Regions from separate parts of the Mus musculus genome. Here regions 1 and 2 are each linked to region 3. A link is a contact called in public HiChIP or PLAC-seq and Micro-C data. All regions are on one chromosome and are shown on one strand. Each heading gives the region's core, a stretch centred on a gene start, on an enhancer-like site or on the middle of the called end of the contact. The rest is flanking DNA. Distances are from core to core; before and after follow the strand shown.

Region 1 (3,532 bases), core at 952-3,451, 300 kb before region 3:
AGTCAGCAGGTTTCACAGATGCTGGAGAAAAGTCAAGAATCTCCCCTCTGGGGACGGGGGTGGGGATAGAAGTGGTGGTGGGGGACAAGGGGGATGGGAGTGGGGAGGCAGAGAGAGACTTTATTCACATCAAAACAGGCAGCATTTACTGCATGTAGACAATAGCCCCCAGTGCCTTCATGGAATTATATAGGAACTTAGACACACACTGTAGGTCTGCAGTACAGCCAATACACCGTGAGCTGAGACAGCCTCGGTCTTCTTTTGATGGTCTATCAGCTGACCCACCCCACTGTGGTCCCAGAGATGTGAACTGTACTCTGATCAGCAAGCAAACCTGTTCTCTCCTCAGAGGACAATACAATGTTTTCCAAAGTTGTTACCATGTAGATATCCCTGTAAAGATAGTTGCCAACAGGAGATGGGGTGCCGGCCGCAGGTGTTTAAGCAGGGTGTGTGTGACTTATTAATACCATTGGCTTAATAGTCATGCCAAGCAATTAATAGACTAGTTTAAACAAGATCCACCTCCAGCCCCTGCACTTGTCCACTCAGCTGCCTCGGAACTCCCAGGGTGGCTGACGACACTCAAATTACCTTTGACTGTTCTGCTACTGGGAGTGACTTCCTCTTGGCCTCTCCTGGCATTCCTGGCCCTTGAAGAACATTTTCCATCGGGATTTTTGTCTGCGTGTCTGTCTTCATGGACATACTAGAATCAGCTGGGGTGCTGATATCGTCTCTACCCCTAAGGCTGTAGGGGGCCCAATGCCTGTCATTGCCTCCAAAGATCTGAGGCTAGATCTCCAGTTGTGGATGCTTCCTCTGAGCCGTGCTGCCTGGGCTGGGGTCTCAGGTTATTAATTGTCATCAACGCAGCTCTGGGTGCTCATGATGAGCAGAGCCCGCATTGTGCCTCTCACTAGCATATCTGGACAACAATCCCTGACTCTAGGGTGTGGGTGAGCAGAGGTGACATAACCCCCAGCCTGGAAAATGAAGGGAGTCAGAACGGATGCTCATGGACCTCCAATGGGGTGCCAGTGACCAGGCAAGGTCCCCCAGGATTCTGGAGGTTGCTGCCTCCTCAGAAAGGTCCTGGTCCCCAGTCATGTCCACGTTGGTAGCTGTGGGGAGTCAGAGACTTTTGAGATGGTCAAGACTTGGCTCAGGACTTAGTGAGCCATTACCAGGCTGCAGCGTGAACCTTCATGGCCTCCAGGGGTTCTTCCAGCTCAGGAATCCATCCCAGGCAGAGACAGCCTGCAGAACAGCAGGGCTGAAGCCGGACTGGAAAGGGTGGGAAGATTTTTAACGTTTTTCATTGCAAAGTTAATTTTCAACAGAATATATATAGAGGCATTTTAGGCACGATAAAGTAAAACCTACACACATAGCCCACTCCTGCCTGGTCTTGGCGCCCACCAGCTTGCATCCCACCTGCCATTCTGACAGAGGCTGCAGCGAGCTAGGGGATTATCCTCTGGCAACTTTGATGCTTGCAGACCTAAGGGCTCAGATGGGGTGCTTGGAGCAGAGCGAACCTGCTCTTCTGGAAAGAGGAGGTAGCAGGTGACACTCAGGTGACCACAGCAGAAACAGATTAGGCCTCCTCACCCTCGACTGCTGTCTCTTTGATCGCTAGCTTTCACCTTAGTAGTCCTGTCCAGGCAGATGTGGCTCACCTCAATGCTGCTTCAAATGCATTCTAGCTGTGACCTTGGGCTGCCACTTGGCCTCAGTTTCAGAGGGTCTCAGTTTCCTCTTTGTTATCAGGAGCATGTTCAGGCTGAGGCTTAACTACAACGGAGCCGGCATCACGCTGAGCCCAGGGCCCTCAGTTTCCTCATTTGTATCTTGAACGTGTTCAGACTGGTGTTAACTGCAACCGAGGCTGCAGCGTGCTGAGGCCAGAGCCCCGCAGGGACACAGCTATGGGCATTCCGGGGGGCGGGAGGACCCGGAGAGGACCAGAGGCCAGGACGCAGGGTCGCCTTAGAACCCAGCCGCCACGTAGCCATCCAGTCACCTCCTTCTGAGTGAGATGAAGCCCTGGGCGTGGCGCACGCAGTCGGGCTCCCGGCACGGAACGGGTGCGGGGCTGGGCTTCGGCCGGCCCCGGGGGAGCGAGTGGGGCGGGGCCGCCGCGCCCGCCTTCTCCTCCTCCTCCCGCCGCGCGGGCTCAGAGCGGCGGCAGTAGCGGCCGCGGCGACAGCTCCGGCTCCCACTCCGGCTCCCGTTCCGGCTCCCGCGCTCCCGGGCCCTGCGCCCCGACCCCCGCCGCCGCGCCTGCCGGGGGCCTCGCGCGCCCCCTCCGCGCCTCACGCTGAAGTTCCTGGCCGTGCTGCTGGCCGCGGGCATGCTGGCGTTCCTCGGTGCCGTCATCTGCATCATCGCCAGCGTGCCCCTGGCGGCCAGCCCCGCTCGCGCGCTGCCCGGCGGCACCGACAACGCCTCGGCCGCCTCGGCCGCCGGTGGCTCGGGTCCGCAGCGCAGCCTGAGCGCCCTGCACAGCGCAGGCGGCTCGGCCGGGCCCTCGGTGTTGCCCGGGGAGCCCGCGGCCAGCGTCTTCCCGCCGCCGCCCGTGCCGCTGCTCAGTCGCTTCCTCTGTACGCCGCTGGCCGCCGCCTGCCCGTCGGGGGCCGAGCAGGGGGACGCGGCAGGCGAGCGCGCAGAGCTGTTGCTGCTGCAGAGCACCGCGGAGCAGCTGCGCCAGACGGCGCTGCAGCAGGAGGCGCGCATCCGCGCAGACCGGGACACCATCCGCGAGCTCACCGGCAAGCTGGGCCGCTGTGAGAGCGGCCTGCCGCGCGGCCTCCAGGACGCCGGGCCCCGCCGCGACACCATGGCCGACGGCGCCTGGGACTCACCTGCGCTGCTGCTGGAGCTGGAGGACGCGGTGCGCGCGCTGCGAGACCGCATCGAGCGCATCGAGGTGAGTGGTGCGCCGTCGGGGGACACGGGGTGGAGGGGCCCTGCTCAGCCTGCGGCGCGGGGGTCCCGGGTCCCTGGAGCTGCGGTCGGGTCACCTGAAGCATGCCCCTGGCAGGCACCATGGAAGTGTTCTGGTCCGAATCGCCGGTGGGAACCTGGCACGGTGATCGGGGCACGAGAATGGGAGAACGGCGTCCACTTGTAGTGAAAATTGATTGAGATGCAGGTGTGGGGATGTTTGGCACATGGTCTCCTTAGATGCTCTCCTCGGGAACCTAGAGCAGCTCCCACCCCGTACTCACTACCTTTAGGAGTACCGTTAGCTGTCTTGGCAAGCCCAAGAGTGCCTCATTAGCACCAACCTGCACGCCTGCATCACCTCTCATCCCCGGGCCACGCCCAGCTTTATGTACCTGAAGCTCTGAACTCTTGGGGTAAATCAGCGGATGACTCCTCAATAGGGGTGTACTTAGCTCCCTCCGCCTCCTTTTCCAGGTCAGATACAAGGAGTCCCCGGGGAGTAGGGACCCTTCTCGGGTTTGTGTGTGATGCTAAGGCATTGACTGATTATGCCTATGGTCCCTTTCCTCTCTGTTAC
Region 2 (3,234 bases), core at 604-3,103, 310 kb after region 3:
GCTGGGTGATTGCCAGAGGCCTTTACCCCAGCCTGACCCTGACCCTGACCCTGACCCCAGCCTCCAGCCTGACCTTAAACCCAAAATGAACACTTACCAGCCTTGATCTTGGTGACAGACATGAACCCTAATCCTGAATCAAAAAAGAACACTTCCCTTGGTCATAGACTGAGCCTCGAGCCTAGCCTGAACCATCATCCTAACTCTAGATCAAATACTCACTGTCTCTGACAGAATCTATCAACTGAGCCTTTTTCCATACCCTGCACTGCCCTGATCCTGGTCCTGGACAGGACCCTTAGCCTGATCCAAGCCTGAATCTTGAGAGGACCCTTACTCTTTCCTACAATGGATTTTCCCTCCAGCTACAGACTGACCACTGACCCTAGCTATACCCTAAGCCATGATCCTAACTATTGACTAAGCCCTGATCCTGATCCTAGGCTAAGCCCTGATTAGCCACAGTCTGAGCCCTGAGTCCTCTTCCTGGCTACATATGGATTTTACCCTAACCCTCAGCAGGTTCTACCTCCAGCATCACACAAAACAGGTGTGTGATGTATCCCTCCCCCTGTGAAAGAGCTCAACTATCCCCAAGACAGCAAGCTCCTAGCTCAGGATCGTAGGGGATCTTGAACTTTCCACAGATCCACATACGGCCTTGGAACGACAGTGGGCACAGCTGTCCACACTTTACAAGTTGGAAGAGTTGGAGACTCAGAGAGCCTTGACTTGTTCTGTGTGGTTCTTGAGGCAGAGGTGGAAAAGAACTTCCCCCAAAGTCTTCCGACCAAAGACAGAGCTAGCTACGTGACGAGTGTTCACTGTGCCATGGAGATAAGCCAGCACGGGCAGGTGACTTCCTGGCTGGGGTTACAGAGAAGGCCACACGCACTGGCCCATAGCCTTGGAGGTCCCTCCAGCTCAGAGAGGTCCAAGGGCTTCACATCTCCTTCAGAGACGGTGAACTCACACAGCTGCATAAGCCCAGGCTGGAGCTTGACACCTGAGGAAAGGTGACCTCGGGAGCCACCTAGAAGCTCATGGCTCAGCCTCTCATGTTCAGGCTCCTCTCTTTCCCCTCCCCTCACATCCATCCAAGGCTCAGGCGGGAGACAAGGCCCCCAGAGCCAAACTGGCATTTAGTATTGTCATTCTGGGGGCAGTTTGGGGCTCTGTTCTAGCATGTGTTTCTGCCTCTGCCTGGGCTCAGAACTACAGCCCCAGGACGAGGGAGGACACCCTTCCATTTCCAGAAGGCCAGGCAGTCTCTCGCCCCCTAGCACTGCCCATCCCGCAGACCTCAGACACAGAGAAATGAGAGGCGAAGCCAGCTGCCCAGGCAGCACTGCCTGGCAGGGCCACATCGGAATGCAGACCCTAACCCTGGCACTAGCTCCACTCCAGCTGCCTCGGGAGGACCAGAGGATGGTGGGGGGACCTGGTGCCAGGCAGCAGAGGCTAGGGTGTCTGGGGGGGGGCGTCTGGCTGACCCCTCAAGCCCCATGCCCCCCAGGCACCCTTCCCTGGCTCCATGCAGCCCTGCCGCCCAGCTGCCAGCACATCCGCCCAGGCCCAGATATCAATCCACACATCCACACCAGAGCTCTTGCTCGGCTGGCTTTCTTTGCTGTGCTTTTCTCTCCCCAGCCAACTCACTTTCTCTCTCTCTCTCTCTCTCTCTCTCTCTCTCTCTCTCTCTTTCTCTCAACATGTCATTACAGTAGAAACAAAAAAGCGCGGGGGGACAATGCGGGCATTGACAGCGCCCCCTCCCGCCCCTCCCCCCTCAGTGCGTGCCAGCACTCTTTCCACCCGCCCAGGGCTGGAACCACTGCCAAAGGAGCCCTGCTCATAAACAAGAGGAACCAGATAAACCAGGAACACAATAGAGGGATTTGTTGCACTCAGAATGGTGGGAACAATGTCAACGTCGCGCGCAGCTGCTTCTAAGTCCCCACCCCACCAAGTCCTGCCAAGCAGCCCCTCGCCCCCAGCCCCTCTCTGATTTATGAAAGGTCAGAGGGCATCATGGCTAAAGGGCCCCTTCCTTGCATCCCTCGTTAACCCTTCGGAGACAATGGTCCCTTCTCTAAGAGGTGGCGCCTGGGGGCGGGTGTCATGCACAGCACTTCCTGGAGCATCCTGGGGCCGGCTGGTGGCAGAGTATAATACAGGGAGGCGTGGGCTCCAAGATGCCTTTGGGCCAGGCTTCATCCTTTCCCAAGTGACAGTCTTGTTGGAGGAGGTCTTCTTAGTGACCCCATGTTGGGTTGACAAGATGGCACCCGATGTTATCATCCCACTGTGCATTTGGCAGCGACAGTGGGTGCACCTCTGTACTGACTGAGTCCCTCTTCAGGAGGAGTGAGATAGAGTCCCTTAATCTGGGAGGAGATGGGTTATGCATGAGCGGAAACCCAGGGAAGGGGCCCTGGCACTGCTGCCACTGGGCAGGGAGTAGGGAGGGTGGCAGGGCAGGGTTCCAAGACAGGTGGTGCCAGAGCAGAGGTGGCAGGAGTCAGGGAACAGCAGCCAGTTCCCAGTGCCTCCCGCTTCCGGGCCTCAGGGACTGGAGAGGTCTCCACAGTTAGCAAGACAGGGGTTCTAGTAGCCACCACAGTGGCCACCGAGTGGCCACAAACAAGGCTTGTGATGTTCAGTGGGTGGTGGCACCCTGCCTTCCTCACATCCCTCACAGACAGATACCTGAGCTGAGACTCCCCTAACACCACACAGTTGACCTGTCGGCAACCCAGCCAGTTGGAACCCTTGTCCCTGACTCAATGGCTTTGGGAAGGCATCTGGAATTGAGGAAAAGAGGAGGGCTGAGAACTGCTTTCAGGCAGAGGCCCAAGCAGACTTTAGGGAAAATATCTATAAAGGCCTCTTAGCCCCCTCCATAAAGTACAGAAGGGACACCTGGTCAGTCTCTTTCTGCCTGTGCTGAGAAGAGGCCTGTTAACAATCCTGTGACACCCCTCCATCTCCTATACAGCTCACCCTCCCCACCGCCGCCACCACTGAACCCCAACCCTTTGGTAATTCTGCGATCTCTACCTTCACCACACCATAGGACAGCTGCCGTCACTTCCATTAGGCACTAAAGGCGGAGCCAGTGTAGCAAGGCGAGGAAGTGAAGTAAGGGGCAGGAAAACAGAAAGAAAAGAGACACCGTTCACAGATAGTTATATGGAAAAGTCTAGACACACGACTTATAGAAAACGTATAATT
Region 3 (3,631 bases), core at 1,130-3,629:
GGAGGGCACCCGTGCGAGGAAGAGCCTGCTGCCAGCACCCACCTGCCTTCAGCAGCCTGTTGTGCACAGGGCGCCATTAGCGCTCACAGTTTGGGGCAAGTTAAACAGAACCTTACTCAAGGTCATGCTGTTTCTAAGTGCTTTTGAAGCCAGGTTGGTCTGATTTCCTAACTTTTAAAATAAGAACCATACTCATGCCTAACCCGAGGGTTGGGGATAGGTGGGCCCTGGGGTGCAGGCTGATTGAGCGAATAGGTGCTGGGCTTGGAGAAGAGTAGAAAGGCTCCGACTGTGAAGAAAGACCAAGGGCATTTCAGGCAGTGGGGAACAGAGCGTGCAGGCAGAGAGAGGTGTGAAGGCATCTGGTACGTTCTGGAATCCGTGGGAATCGGAGGACATGTGTGAATATACGGTGTGCGGGAGCCTGACAAGCGAACCGTCCTGAGGCGCTGAGTTGAGACAGATCCTTTGGCAAAGGGAGAACCTACAGAAAGATGGCTGTGTGGCCTGCGTAGCATTCACGAGTCTTGTCCCGGAAGGTCTGCTTGGCACAGGAAGCCAAAGAGATTGGAGACTCAATCAGTTCTCCATAAGTTTGTGTGCTTCCCTTCCCCCCCAGCCCCCCCCCCCAATCCCGAGAGATCTTCTCCCTCTGTGATCTGGGTCCAGTCTTCCACGGCCAGAGGCTCTCTGCTTGCAGGTCTTCTAGACTCCTATGGCCACAGAGAAGGGCTTTCCTCACCTGCTTCCTTAGAAGGCTAGGTGACAAACGCTCAGGAACGTGGCTGGCTCGGCAGGAACTGGGAGGTGCTTCCAAGAGTGTGGGACCCAGACCTGAGCTCTCTGGGGGATTGGGGGAGGAAGGTCTGGACCTTCTCTTATAGTGCTGGTGAGATGCCTCCATCTTTAAGAGGTTTGCTGCTCTGGCAGAGTACCCAAGTTCAGTTCCCAGCGCCCACATGTCACTTCACAGCTGCCTATAATTCTAGTTGCACGGAACCTGACAACTTCTTCTGGCTTTCACAGGCTCCTGCCCACATGTAGCACACATGCACGCACATGGGCATCTGTACATGCATGGTGCACATACGGACACACACAGGCATCTGCACACATAGACATAAATAAAAAAGGAAAGACAGATTAGTAAGATGAGAAGAAAACAGGGACTAGGGTTTGTTGACTTCCACTCCACTGGGTGGCCTTTTGCGAACTTTTGGACGTCTGTGGGTCCTCAGTTTCTCCTTTGTGAACTGAAGCCTTACTGATAGACTGTGCCACTATTAGGGTTCTTCCAAAAGAACGACCTCTGTCTCCTGAAGTGGGGGTGCTTAGGGCCCTTAGCTGCTAGAGCTTCGGGAGAGGATGCAGACCACCCAGGAGAGGGTCAGGGCCACCGGGACCCCCACAGGACTGGTTCCCACCTACCCTCCTCTGGGCTCGGAGAACCCTCCCCACCTGTCCCCAGGGGCCTCGCAAATCCGGGAGTGGATCCTCCTTGGAACGGATCCTCCAGTAGGAGTGCGGCGGGGCGAGGAGGAAAACCCGGGCAGGATCCGCGCGAGAACCGGACGGCGCAGCCTTCCCCCCCCCCCCCCCCCCGTCCCCGACCCCCGACTCCTGCTGGAGTCCTGGGTCCCGGGCGCTAGTGGCCTGCCCGCGTGGGTCAGACGCACCAGGAGGGCCGGGGTGGGGTCCGCCTGGGGCTGGCAGCCGGGGCGCGCTGCCTCCGCAGCGGGGCGCGGGTCACGTGTGAGGAGGGGCGAAAGTCTCCGAAGCGGGGCGCGTGCTGCGAGTTGGGAGTTCTCGGCGCGCCGCGGGCGGCGGGAGCTCAGGCTCCCGGGCGAGCCGGGGACGCGGCGGGGACCGGGTCCCAGACGGAGGGGGCGGCGGCGGGAGTGGGAGGGACGCAGACAGAGAAGGACACAGCCGGCCGAGGAGGCGGCGCGGGGCGAGGCTGAGCCCGGGCAGGGGCCGGAGCGCGGCGACCAGGTGCCACGGCCCCGCGGGAGGAGAGGCGGCACCGGGGCACAGCGGCGGGGACCTTGTGGCAGGCGCGAGGTGGCCACAGAGCCAGGAGACCCCAGAACTGAACAACGAGAGGGTCGTGGGGCTGTGGGTAACAGCGGGCAGTGGGGCGCCTTGGGCCCCTGGACCCCTCGACCCGAGCCCGGGCTCCACGATGCTGCCGCCCGGGCGGCGCCCAGCTCTTGACGCGGGGCAACGCTGAAAGTTACGCAGGGAGCGGCGCGGGACAGCGCGGAGACCCCGAGACCCACAGAGGCCGCCTGGGTCAGTGGCGACATCGCGGGCAGGCGGCGCCCGCGTCCCAAGCCCGGCGCCCCGGACTCCGCCCGCCGGACTGCGCCGGGGGATGTAGCGGACACTCGCCGCCCAGACCCTCCTCGGACCTTACGCCCCGGGGTAAGCTCGGGCTCGTCCATCGCGAGTACTCTTCGTCCGTCTGTCCGTCCCAATGTCTGTCTAGCTCAGAGAGTTGTTTGTCCTGCCGCTCTGGCCATACCCGTCCTGCACTTATCCATCAGACCCGATTCCTGAAGGGTCCCAGTGTGGACCTGTGACTTCCCCCAAGCTGGCGCGCTCCGTTTATTTGGCCATCAGAGCGTCTCCTGTGGGTTGTGGCTGGCAATAGAAGGGAGATGGATGACAGAGATTTGACCTCCTGCCCTGGCGACGGCCCTTCTCTGCCCCCGCCCACCTCCATGCCAGGAGCTGCGAGGCAGGTGACTTGCAGCAAGGTGGGAAGGGGGCGTCTCAGCTTCCCACCACCCACCTGCAGTCTCCGTGAATGGTTCGGAGTATGACAGAAATCTCCCTTCTGCTGTGTTAAGCACCTGCCTTGTGCCAGATAACCCCAGGGTAGGTGAGCCGGTAGTAGCTGAAGGAATGAGGTAACAGTAAATGGAGCATTTCGGGGATTAGAGTGGTGGAAACTAAGGCTGTAGAGAGAGGGGCAAAGATGCTTTTTCTTCTGCAAAGGGGAAACAGCAAAGAGTCATGCCGTGGGCTCTAAGCAAGGAGAACTTCACCACCACCTGCAGAATGCCCACTAACCAGGTCAGCCTACTACTGCCCCCCCCTCCCCCACAAACTATGCAAGGGGACTCAGACTTCAGGGCAGGGAGCTGTAGACCAGCTTGGCAGGCAGCAGTGCCCTCTAGGCACCACACAGGGTGGCTGGGCTGCCCTAACAGGGAGGGCCTCAAGAGGGGGAGAGCTCCAAGTAGTAGGCTGAAGGACCTAGGGACCAGACGAGGTGTCTAGCCCTGGACAGAGAAGGGCTGGATCCAGGGATCCAATATTCACTCCACCCCCACTCCCATCCATCCCTGCACCTTGCAGGACTGCTAGGAGTCCAGAGCCATGTGTAGCCTTGACTTGGCTTCTGAGGGGAGCAAGTGGAGAAACAGGACAGTTAGGGCAAGTGGAGCGGGAGGACTGAGCCTGGAACATTCTGCTCTGCCCTCCTATGGAAGAAGGGTCTCTTTCTGAAGTTTTCCATACTGGGCATCAAGGCTCGTATATCCCTTGGTCCAGGCTTCAGAAATGAGACCAGCTAGTTGAGACACTGGGCAAGTTATGCTCCTTGAGCCTCTGCCAGCACATCTGT

The links. Hi-C and Micro-C count contacts between places; a contact is called where the count stands out from the background. HiChIP or PLAC-seq counts read pairs in DNA pulled down with a chosen protein or histone mark.
Region 1: a Micro-C map of embryonic stem cells shows a contact between it and region 3, with 1.6 times the contacts expected there. The contact joins the promoter of Nptxr here to the promoter of Kcnj4 in region 3. A contact is called at or near these places in 4 of 39 promoter capture datasets (fetal liver, hematopoietic stem and progenitor cells, liver and 1 more) and 4 of 484 Hi-C or Micro-C datasets (the AML12 cell line, the G1E-ER4 cell line and embryonic stem cells).
Region 2: a contact with region 3 is called in an H3K4me3 HiChIP or PLAC-seq map of stem cell-derived neural progenitor cells, with 18 read pairs. The contact joins the enhancer-like site here to the promoter of Kcnj4 in region 3. A contact is called at or near these places in 1 of 39 promoter capture datasets (the C10 cell line), 1 of 484 Hi-C or Micro-C datasets (bone marrow-derived macrophages), 7 of 115 datasets of contacts at active chromatin or transcription factors (acute myeloid leukemia, bone marrow-derived macrophages, embryonic basal ganglia and 4 more) and 1 of 9 other capture datasets (liver).

What each region holds. Positions count from the first base shown.
Region 1 is chr15:79,803,378-79,806,909 of GRCm38.p6, reverse strand. Nptxr (neuronal pentraxin receptor) reads left to right here and starts at 2,201. Exons shown (of 5, transcript NM_030689.4): 1 at 2,201-2,935. The coding sequence starts at 2,327. All of the region lies in intron 5 of Npcd (neuronal pentraxin chromo domain), which reads left to right.
Region 2 is chr15:79,191,855-79,195,088 of GRCm38.p6, reverse strand. All of the region lies in intron 2 of Gm10863 (predicted gene 10863), which reads right to left. Among named protein-coding and RNA genes, the nearest start is that of Gm10863, 27 kb to the right of the region's middle. RefSeq lists an enhancer at 1,445-2,264. Within about 2 kb of position 1,853, at least 103 of the 459 cell types and tissues checked have an H3K27ac peak or open chromatin away from gene starts, as enhancers often do. A contact at or near this core is called in embryonic basal ganglia and stem cell-derived neural progenitor cells, where this site is marked.
Region 3 is chr15:79,503,989-79,507,619 of GRCm38.p6, reverse strand. Kcnj4 (potassium inwardly-rectifying channel, subfamily J, member 4) reads left to right here and starts at 2,379. Exons shown (of 2, transcript NM_008427.5): 1 at 2,379-2,424.